Regions from separate parts of the Mus musculus genome. Here region 2 is linked to region 1. The links are chromatin contacts, called in public Hi-C maps. All regions are on one chromosome and are shown on one strand. The core of a region is the stretch at or near the end of the contact, and the rest is flanking DNA. Distances in the headings are between cores, read along the strand shown.

Region 1 (5,494 bases), core at 2,493-4,992:
CCTCCCTCCCTCCCTCCCTCCCTCCCTCCCTCCCTCCCTCCCTCCCTCCTTTCTCTGTTTTTAAAGACTTACCTAAATTCTCAGTTTACTCAGTTTCGGTTTCCCTGAAAAGATCCTGAGGAGTGAGAAGCTTCTAGCAGCAATACCTAGAACAATAAGAAAAACCATTAGACGCAAGTACCCTTACAGGCATGAGGCTGCGAGCAAAAAGTCTATATGTTTGGTCATTTTCCCTACACTAAGAACAAAAGGAAATAACTCCGGAAGCTGTGAGTTTCTACCACACCACATGTGCTGGGAATTTGCTGTGCGGACAGGGAATTGAGGTCCCAGGACATTTATGCAAAGACCAAAATTACATTACTGTTGGCAAAGAGACAGAGCACCCCCCCACACACACCCCTTCTGTGTTAGGAAGGCTTTAATGGATTTGAATTTAAACAAAAAACCAACTCCATGTGTCCTTCTTCCTGTACCCTGTCACCATGTCTAAACCAATTTCAGGCCCTGTGTCCTCTTCTCCCCCTTCACCCCCATTAGCATGCGGAACTGTCCGCTTCTCTCCCACTTAGTCCTGGGATTCAATTATCAAGCAATTCCTTCTTGCTTCAGCTTTTTGTCATGTCCATTCTGAGGCCCTGGGACCTCACCATCTGACACTTTACTCAGTGGAAACCCAACAAGAGGCAGAAAAACACCATCAATTACAGATTTATCAAAAAACCTAGTCCTAGTGAATAAACAGAGCAAGCTGAGAACAAGCAGAGCGTCTGTGTAGAACAGGGACATGTCATCAGGTGGGAAAGAAAAATGAGTTAATAAATTATATGGTTGTATTATGTTGGTAATATTATTATATTATTTATTATACCTTCTCACTTATAAAAGCATGAACTGAAAATAGAATCAAATGATTAACAGAGGAGTGTGTGTCTGAATATTTCATAACATTGAGATAATGAAGGTCTTTTTAAGCATGAAAACAAAATCTGAACATATAAAATAATAAAACATTTGGCTTGCTACATTAGCAACGACAACAACAAAAACTAAGTTAGGGTCTCAGTGGTTAGGAATGTTTGCTGCTCCAGCAGATCAGAGTTAGGTTCCAAGCACCCACACCGGGCAGCTACAACCACCTATAACTCCAGCTTCCGGGGGATCTGACACCCTCATCCAGTGGTAGCTGTATGCGCATGTGCATGTACACACACACACACACACACACACACAGAAAAATTAAAATACATAAATTAAAAAATGACAAAAAAATTCCACTGATACTTCTGCAAAAAGATAAACATGAAAAATATTTACATGCAAGACAAAAAGTTGTTGTTCATAATTTACAAACCAATAAGGAAATTAATATCCCCCTTAAGATGAAACAAAGCCAATCATAAATTTTCCCTAAGATGAAGAAATATGATGGAAGTTTACTGGAAAGGAAATATACTAAGTTCTGTGACCCTGAGCAAAGATGAAGCACCTATAATTCACCTAATGCCTGTGATCACTAACGTTAACTAAAGTTAGCTGGGCAGCTCCAACCTCACATCCCAAAGGCAAAGGATGACTCCATCAGGTAGGTAGAATCTTACGAAATTCTTTTAGACTTATTTGATTTCTATCTGCTTGAGTTTTACCTGCATGTACATATGTATGCCAACATGTGTGTGCCTGGTGCCCACTGGAGTCAGAAGGGGGCATCCAATCCCCTGAACTAGAGTTGAGAACAGCTGTAAATCGTCATGTGGGTGCTGGGAACCAAAACCCAGGTCCTTTGCAAGAGCAACAACTGCTCTTGACGGCGGAGCCACCTCTCAGGCCTCACATAACGTCTAATTTAACACTGGAATTTGTAAGGAGACAGATTGCATAAAGAAAAACAAAGGGACCATTAAGTATGCAGGTGAGCCAGCCTACAGTTAAAATATTTTTTATCAATATGCTTAGCCACTACACAGGTTTCTCTTTATTAGGTCATATTTATATATTAAAAGCCCTATTTTTCCATTGAAATTACAAAACGCAAGAATGTATTCCCACAATGGGCCCCTCATGTTCACTTTACATCTAGAAAACAAATGTATTCTTCTCCTTCCTTTATGTTTAAAGGCTTCCAAGTTACATATCGTACAAGCACTCCTATACTATCGTAATTATGAGCCTGGTTAGGAAACCGTAATTCCAGGTAGCTGCACAGATACTTTTAAGTCATATTTCTATTAGCCCCCTTCCTGTCCTCTCAGCTCCCTCTCCCTGGAACAAGCCCGAGGAAGTCAGACAATAGACCAGAGCCAGGATTTTGTTTCAGAGATGAGCTGTCATGGCACTTAGTATCTACGGCTGCAACACACCACTCAGAAAAAGTCACAAGTCACCAAAGCCAGGGAGCCTCCTCAATGCCAAGCGAGTCTCCACAGGGCCCGAGTTGGAGACTGGGCTGGGAGAATGGCTTGAAGGTTCCAGTACTCGGTACAGAGTGTGAAGATCAGCGCTTAGAGTTCCTGACACCCTCCGGAAGGACAGACAGGTGGGCATGGTGGCCTTTCCATAACTGCTGCCTCGGAGGTGTGAGAGGGGAGTGTGAGGGCAAGCTGGATAGCAAGCTCTGGATCTGAGTGAGAAAGAGAGAGAGAGAGAGAGAGAGAGAGAGAGAGAGAGAGAGAGAGAGAGAGAGAGAGAGCAGGCCTCAGTGAGTACAGAGGGAAAGAGGTGAGGATAGATGGCTATCAACCTCGGGCCTTGGGCTGCTTCAGTTGTGTCAATCCAGCGCAAACTGGGTCATCTAGAAAGAGGGACCTCAACTGAGAAAATGTCTCTACCAGACTGGTCCATAAGCATTTTCTTGATTAATGGAGTTGCACTACCCCAAGGCAGGTGGTCCAAGATGATATACAAAGACAAAACAAGCTATCCCCGCAATGAACAAGCCCTACGGCAAGCAGCCCTCCTCCACCTTCTCTGAGTTCTTCCTCCCAGGTTTCTGATGGAGCTTCTGTCCTGCCTTCTCTCAGTGTCAGACTGTGATCATGATGTGGATGCCAAACAAACCCCTCCCCCAAGCTGCTTTGTTCATGGTGTTTTATCACAGAGATGGAAACAAACCGAGGTAAGAAGGGACTTCACATAGCTATGTATATGTGTATGTACACACATACATGCAAAAACATACATGCACACACAAGCAATAACATGTCATATATCCTAAATATCTATCTCTCTGTCTCTCTCTGTCTCTTTCTCTGTCTCTCTCTATGTCTCTCTCTGTGTCTGTCTCTGTGTCTGTCTCTCTGTGTCTCTGTGTGTGTCTCTCTCTGTGTCTGTCTGTCTCTCTCTCTCTTTGTCTGTCTCTGTCTCTCTCTCCCCCTGTCCCGCCTCAGTCTCTGTCTCTCTCAGTGTCTGTCTGTCTGTCTGTCTGTCTGTCTGTCTCTCTCTCTCACACACACACACACACACACACACACAAAAGAAAAAAAACAAGATTTGTGAAATTCAACATTACACTGAGGGAAGGCATAGTGGCTAAGAGGAAGAAATTTGATCTTGGACAGTAATTTACTAGTCATTTGCCCTCAATGTGCTTTAAACTCTTCGGGCCTAAATTTCCTGCTTTGTAATAAAGCCACTGGGGAAGGGGCCAGGCTCAGGGTGAACACACAGCTAACACAACCAGCGAAGTCCAGCCGTCACTATAGAGCTTATCTGAGCCACAGGCTCTTGAAGCAGAGATAGAATCAGCTTGTGGCAGAGACTCATTGCTCACTGTCTGATCTTAACAGGTCCCCAGAGAACGCTGACACAGAACAGGCCTCCTGCGGGCACAGCTATCTGTTTAAAATGCTTGGTGGGGTTTTTGTGGTGCTAGAGATGGAATCCAGGGCCCTGACTATGCCAGGCAAGCCCTTTCTATCACCAAACCACATGTCTCGTCCTAAAATCCTTCTTGTTAAACCTGAATTACTCAAGGAATTAGAAGACCACGGGCTTCCAAAGAGCACTCTATCTTCTGATCGAGTCACTTGGCAGCTCCTTGGGTACTGCTGTCTAGAGATAGCATAAAGCACTGGTTGATGCAATCAGAAGTCAACAAAAGTTACTACCAAAACCTTCTCATTCACCAGAGGAAGGGCGCTGTCAGCCCGGGCTGTTTCGCCTTATAAAGCTCCCCATTTGATGCTGAAAATTTGACAATTCCTGAAATTACCAGACCTAACATGACTGGATTTTCTAGATTCTCCTCTATTCCATCCTCACCCCTGATTCAGAGACAGCCCGACTGCAGGCCCAGGAGATGAGCAAGCTCCTCACACACCATGTGGCACAGGACCTCCCTGCTTCTTCTGAGCCTAGAAGGGATCTTCATTCTGCCACATGGTCCTGGATTCTCCTCAGAGACTCCATACCCCTGTAGTGTGTCTGCCTATCTAAGGCATTAGTGATGCAAGTATTTTGTGGCCCCAAACTAGAGTATTCAGACATTAAGACTAAGCCACGAGTGAAAAGCAAAGCGCATTCCTGTCTTTCAAAGTCAGAAAATCTAAGAAGAAACAAGACAGAGTTCTCTGACAGCCACACACAGCAATGGCCAGAATCAAAGGGAGAGAAGAAGAAACATTTTGCAACTGAAACTCTCCCAACATTTCCCAATGTCTATCCCTTGCCATGTCTGTTCTGTTCTTCTGCAGAAATCTAAAGAATGCTTTCATTCAAAGAGCGTCTCCGTGAGTACAGCCCCACTCTGCTAGGTTGGAAGATATCTGACTCCTCAGAGAGAGGCCATTTCTCTGCTCCTGGCTTCCTGAACTAACCTGCCAGCTAGAAGCTGGGTGCTGGTCTGAGTCAAAAGAATCTCAATGAAGAGCTGCCAGCAGCAGCAACACTCAAGACATTCCAAGGAGACTAGAAAGAAGGCTACTTTGTCCTCTGCAAGACAAAGGGCAAAGTGAGACCCAAAAGAAAGACTTTAGGACATCTTGTATATTCTTCTACAGATAGTATTCCCCAAGCCCACCCCCTTACCCTCAAAACCATGCAGGGCTGGAGAGAAGGTTTCTTGATTAAAAGCACTTGATACTCTTTATTATTATTATTATTATTATTATTATTATTATTATTATTATTATTAAATATTTTCTTTATTTACATTTCAAATGTTGTCCCCTTTCCTAGTTTCCCTCCAAAAATCCCCTATCCCCTTCCCCCCTCCCCACCCACTCCCGCTTCTTGGCTCAGGCATTCCCCTATACTGGGGCATAGAACAACTCAGTTTAGTTCAGGCCTGAGTTCAGTTCCCAGCATCCACATGGAGTGCCTCACAGTTCTGGGGAATCTACCCTCCCCTGGTCATAATATGTAGACACAGTACACATACAGACACAGAGATAAGCACTTTCACAAAAAAATAAAATCTTAAAAATAAAAAGTATTGCATTAACAAAAGTTTCTTCATTGAATGTGGGAAACGCTGGCTTAACAAAAATTAAAAGGA
Region 2 (4,982 bases), core at 727-3,226, 120 kb before region 1:
GAAGATGGAGGGCTGGAGACAGGGCAGTGGTAGGTACAGCTATTACTTCTCCTGCTGGGTTCGAGCCCCAAAGGGTTCATATACAATGAATGCAATTCAAAACATTATACACCATAACTAGAATATATTGTTAAAAGAACGATCTTAAGAGTCAGACGTAAAGGAGCTTTGGGATAAAACAGTGTCTTTTGGATATGATAGGACTGTAACACTCAAGAACTCATCATTGACACGGCTGCCTGCACAAGACCGGCACAATATCAAGCCAGTTAGCATTCTAGCGTGGAGTGGAAAGGGGTTCATGAACTCACATCCTTAACTGAAGAACAACTGACAATTAGTAGAGACTTCCTTTTCTTTAAGGGTGTGGCTTGTGGCAGAATTGACCCTCTCTGGTGCATGCTCTCAGAAGTATATACACAACACAAACTAGAGTCAATGGGTTATTAGACTTAAGAAAACAAAGTCTAAGTCAGGGCTAGACAGGTGAGTGAGACTGGTTCTGGAGGGAGATCAGGGAGGAGCGGAAGTGAATATGATCAAATTACATTGCAGGAAATTCTCAATGAAGTATAAAATAATTCTAAGTTCAAGATTTTATATCCACCCAACAAACCAGCTAGTGTATCCCTCTGTGTAACAGAACACAAGAAAGCAGACAAAAACATCCATGTTTTATCTCTGCATAGCGGATCACCCATAGGCAGCATTTGAAAAACTAACCCACCACTACTTGCCTTGATCACTAGCACTTCACTGGGCCAGTGACATATCCCTCCTTTGAAACGTAAAGAGGCCTTGCAGCTGCTCAGACAAGAACTTAGCCAAGGCTGTGGGATCTGCACAGGTAATGCTCTTTCCCTTAAGGACAAAGGACAGACTCTGCCAGCTGCGGGTTCTGCAAAGGACCATGGTGCTGTTCTATGTTACCTGCAGGAAGTTCTGGCTGGAGATGATGAGAGCCAGCTGGGCACTGAGGTCTTCTGCTTGTGCTTGGCTCCCTCTCACGCCCTGCACTAGCTGAGGGATGTGATCAGCCACCGCCTGCAAGGAGCAAGAAAATAGCAACTGAGCATAGGCAGAGAGGGACAGCTAGCAAAGGGGCAGGGAAATGGCCCAAAGTGATGACTGTTGATGCGTGATCCGCTCCCAGGGACACTAGTACCAGAAGCTGGATACGACAGCATACTGAACCCTCTTCTCCTCACCCCTCCCACTTTAACAGTGGTCCTGATGGGCTCAGTCTATTGATAGCCTACTGTTGTCTATAACAAAGCCTTGAAAAAACTTCCCTAGTCAAAACTCACAGGCTCCAGGCCATGAGGACTGAAGGTAAAAAACCAACCAACCAACCTACAATTCACAGTCAGATAAACTGAGTCAGATGGCTGTATGACCTGAAAGAGGATGGGAGAGGTTCAAGAGACAGCATGTTTAAGTGCTCAGACCCCTGACTCTGCAGGTATGGGCCTCACCTTACATGTGGCCATTGCTCCTATTTCTGTCCCAACCAGTTCTTAGCATTGCTCAAATGAGGAAACCCAACAAACGGGGAGAGAGGAGCCACATTTAGCAAAGCAGGACTACTCTATGACAGCCCCATCAGCTTGGGATCTTCCCAATTGCCCTCTGATGGAGCAGGCGTCAGAGGCTGGAGTATCACCAATGGTAAAGGTGCCCAGTGCATTTTAGCCTAGTGTCTACCCTCCACCCTAGCCAAACTGTAAACATATTTTAAAATATCCCAATGGAAATGTGAGCAGGCCCTTTCCAATGCTGATTCCAGAAACTTGGTCCATTTTCCCTCTCAACTTCAGTCTGTCATTTAGATTCTCTCTCATTTCTTGGCAGGGATGTTCAGAGATCTAATACCTTCAGTCTCTTTGGCAAAGAGGAAGAGAAGGCTGGCTGGCTCCACAATAGGTCCCTGGGCATGAGCAGCTTGCAGTCCCTGAGGAAGGGAAAGGCCACTTTCCAGCCTTGCTGGCAACTGAACGGCACAAGAAAGAACTATACTGTCTGAGCAGAGGCCTCACTTTCAGTAAGCTCTTCTCCTTCCACATACCCTAAGCACTAAGGACCACAAATTCCTGGGCATCACAGTCAAATATGAGAGGGGACCTTGGGAAAACCAGAATCAGGCCTAGAGAGCTCTAGACAATCCTCTCCCAGTTGCATGGCCAATTTGTGAAGAATTGGATTCTCCCAGAAGCAAAGCCACGGCTGAAGAGGCAGCTTCCCTTGGTTGACTCAATCTTTTTCAGAGATTTGGAGGAAAGTCAGAACAGGTTAACTGTCGGAACACTGGCACAATCAGACACGCCTGCCACCAGCCTCCACTGCCCACACTCTTAGGAGACTCCAGCAAGATGTCCCATCACGCGCAGGAGACACCTCTGCAAAAGGATTTTATGTCCCAGGACATCAAAAGGGGGGGACATCATCCCAGGTGTCCTGGGAGAGTCACCCCTCTTGGTTGGAAAAGAGAATGTTTGCAGAAAGCTTCCTTTGACACAACACCAATGCCCTGTCCCCCCAAAACAGACAACCAAGCCACAGATAACAGAGTGCACCCAACAGGAGGCTACAGAAGGCAGACAGGACAAAGCAGACTTCAGATGTGGAGAAAGCAGGAAATCAGCCTGCCGTAGTGCATGGAGACTGGACATAACCAGTCTCCCAGAGGGGAAGGTACTCTGGAAAGCCAAATATTCATTTCCATTTCAAAGCTCCAAAAGGCCTCATCGATTCTTTTTATTTAATTAAGTCTCTTAAACAAGATGTGGATAAAGGAAAGATAATGTTGGAAAAGACACTGCTTCCAAATGCAGGCTCCACTTAATGGACAAAAACCAGACATGTGTACACCTGGAACACAGAACCACTGCAAACTAGATTAGGAGCCTGGAAGACCTGTGTTAAGTGAATTACGGGGGCGTGTGGCGGTCTAATGTCATCAGTGATCTGCTGCAGACCTGGCCCTCGGCGCACAGGGAGCCTACCTTGCAGCTCTGGACCAGTTGTTGCTGGGCTGAGGGGTTCTTGTTGGAGATGGCTGCATTCTGGGAGGCTGCGATGGTCTGTGTGGCAGCAGCTGCAGCCTGCTTGGCTGCAACCTGCAGAGGAGAGGGACACAGGTCAGTCCAGGATGGTGCTTGAAAACTCATACATCATGCCTTTCCACTATGGGAGCAGACACTGTCTCTTCGAAGCCACCAACAATCTCAACCTTGTCACCCTTTGCTGTCTTCCTTGCTGTCTGCTTTTGGTAAAAGATGGGCGTGACCTTTTGCTGGTCTCATTCTGGTCACCACAGGTGCTATGAGTGAGCACGATGGCCTTGTCATATCCGGAAGACATTATTTCACAAGCCTCCCCAACCCCTGGCTCTTCTATCTCTCTACCCTGGTGTCCTCCAAATTATGCAAATGATCAAGGTAGTCAACTCTCCAGCAGGAAGCAGGAAGAGGCTCAGGAGGCCCCACATCTAGCTAAGGAGCTGTTGGCCACGGATGGCCAATGGGGAAAGGGAAGTCATTTTTCTTCTCTGTAGATCATTGGAGGGTGCCTATGCTCTCCGGGTAGAGCCTACACCCAAGCACTGGTAGCAGCAGGATTTTGACTCAACAAATTATTATTATTAGAGGAAGGAGGAGGAGGAGGAGAAAGTGGAGAAGGAGGAGGAAGAGGAGAAGGAGGAGGAGGAGCAGGAGGAGGAGGAGGAGGAGGAGGAGGAGGAGGAGGAGGAGGAGGAGGAACAATCACCATTTGGGTAGCTGCCAACAGCATGAAGTTAGGAGAGGGATATAGAGAAGTGGTCCAGGAGTTAGGAGTAGAGTGTGGATATGATCTAAATACATTTATGTATGAAGTTACCAAAGAATAAATGGAAATTTAAAATACAAAAGACAAGAGACAATTGTTAATGCTGAGATGGCATTGGTAAGCAGCAGAGTCTTAATGTTCTAGGGAAAGAAAATGTCCCCCATGAAGCACAGGCTGCCCCTTATGTCAAGCATCAATGGAAGTGTCCGTGATCAATGGAAGTGTCCATGTGTCTCCGCTCACAGCGCCCAGAGGCCTTAGCTCAGATGGGAAAGATGCCCCTGAGGTCATTAATCCAGTTCAGTATTTTGTCTCCTTCTAATAAGGAGACTAATTTTCTTGCAGAGCTTAGTAGGTGGCCATTAAAGGGACTCCTCATTAGACAGCCAGTAGCTCGGCCTTCATCCCTCCACATTTTAGTTTGAAGGTCTCCTATAAACATCCATGTAAAGAAATGTTTTTCTTATGTAGTTTGTGCCTATTATTTTCAACTCTTCACTGGAATATTTTGAGAAGAAATGGCAAAAGTGTTCGTTCTGCCTCCCTTCTCAGTCCCACCCTGCTCCTTAGCTCTGGTCTAAAATCCCACAGAAGCCCACAGAACTCACTGCCTCCCACAGAATGGGAACTTAGCACCACTGGTCCTGCTCAATGTATCCATTAATGCTAAGAAAAAAGGCCCCCAATCTTCCTGCAAAAACACTGCATTCTACTGCTGAATGCGGACCTCTGAACCCAAGCCTTTGGCAGCCCTGAACTGAAGCAAGTTTTCAAATTGTGTGACTTCTGTTAAAGTACCCAAAGGATCCAGCATTGCTGACTTTGATCTGGCACTCTTTATATAGGTATCATCTTGGTGAGTTGGCTTTTCCCCCTAGGTAACCCTCAGCAATCACAAATGGCACCCTAAAAGCTAGCCTGTTTCCTGACCTCCAGCCGGTTGACGATTTTTTTCTTAATAGCATTCTGCGCAGCGGCATTGGTTGCTACTCGGAGACCCTCGGCAGCTTCTCTCAGCCTCTGCTGCTGGTCTTCATTCTCTGGGTTGGCTGCAGCCCCCTGCAAAGGTAGAAACAGATGCTTCAAGTGACCCAGGGACAGTAGGCTGTAATTGCTCAAGGCATACCTTTAATTTTACTTCTTCCTAATAATGCCTA

The links. Hi-C and Micro-C count contacts between places; a contact is called where the count stands out from the background.
Region 2: a contact with region 1 is called in a Hi-C map of the N1E-115 cell line, with 7 times the contacts expected there. The contact joins two enhancer-like sites. A contact is called at or near these places in 3 of 484 Hi-C or Micro-C datasets (the N1E-115 cell line, nephron progenitors and stem cell-derived motor neurons).

Annotation. Positions count from the first base shown.
Region 1 is chr9:67,459,844-67,465,337 of GRCm38.p6, forward strand. Tln2 (talin 2) reads right to left here. Exons shown (of 58, transcript NM_001081242.2): 2 at 73-146. Among named protein-coding and RNA genes, the nearest start is that of Tln2, 97 kb to the right of the region's middle. Within about 2 kb of position 3,743, at least 40 of the 459 cell types and tissues checked have an H3K27ac peak or open chromatin away from gene starts, as enhancers often do. A contact at or near this core is called in the N1E-115 cell line, where this site is marked.
Region 2 is chr9:67,337,280-67,342,261 of GRCm38.p6, forward strand. It overlaps Tln2 (talin 2), which reads right to left. Exons shown (of 58, transcript NM_001081242.2): 22 at 4,756-4,884; 23 at 3,003-3,116; 24 at 931-1,044. Among named protein-coding and RNA genes, the nearest start is that of Mir190a, 100 kb to the left of the region's middle. Within about 2 kb of position 1,977, at least 3 of the 459 cell types and tissues checked have an H3K27ac peak or open chromatin away from gene starts, as enhancers often do. A contact at or near this core is called in the N1E-115 cell line, where this site is marked.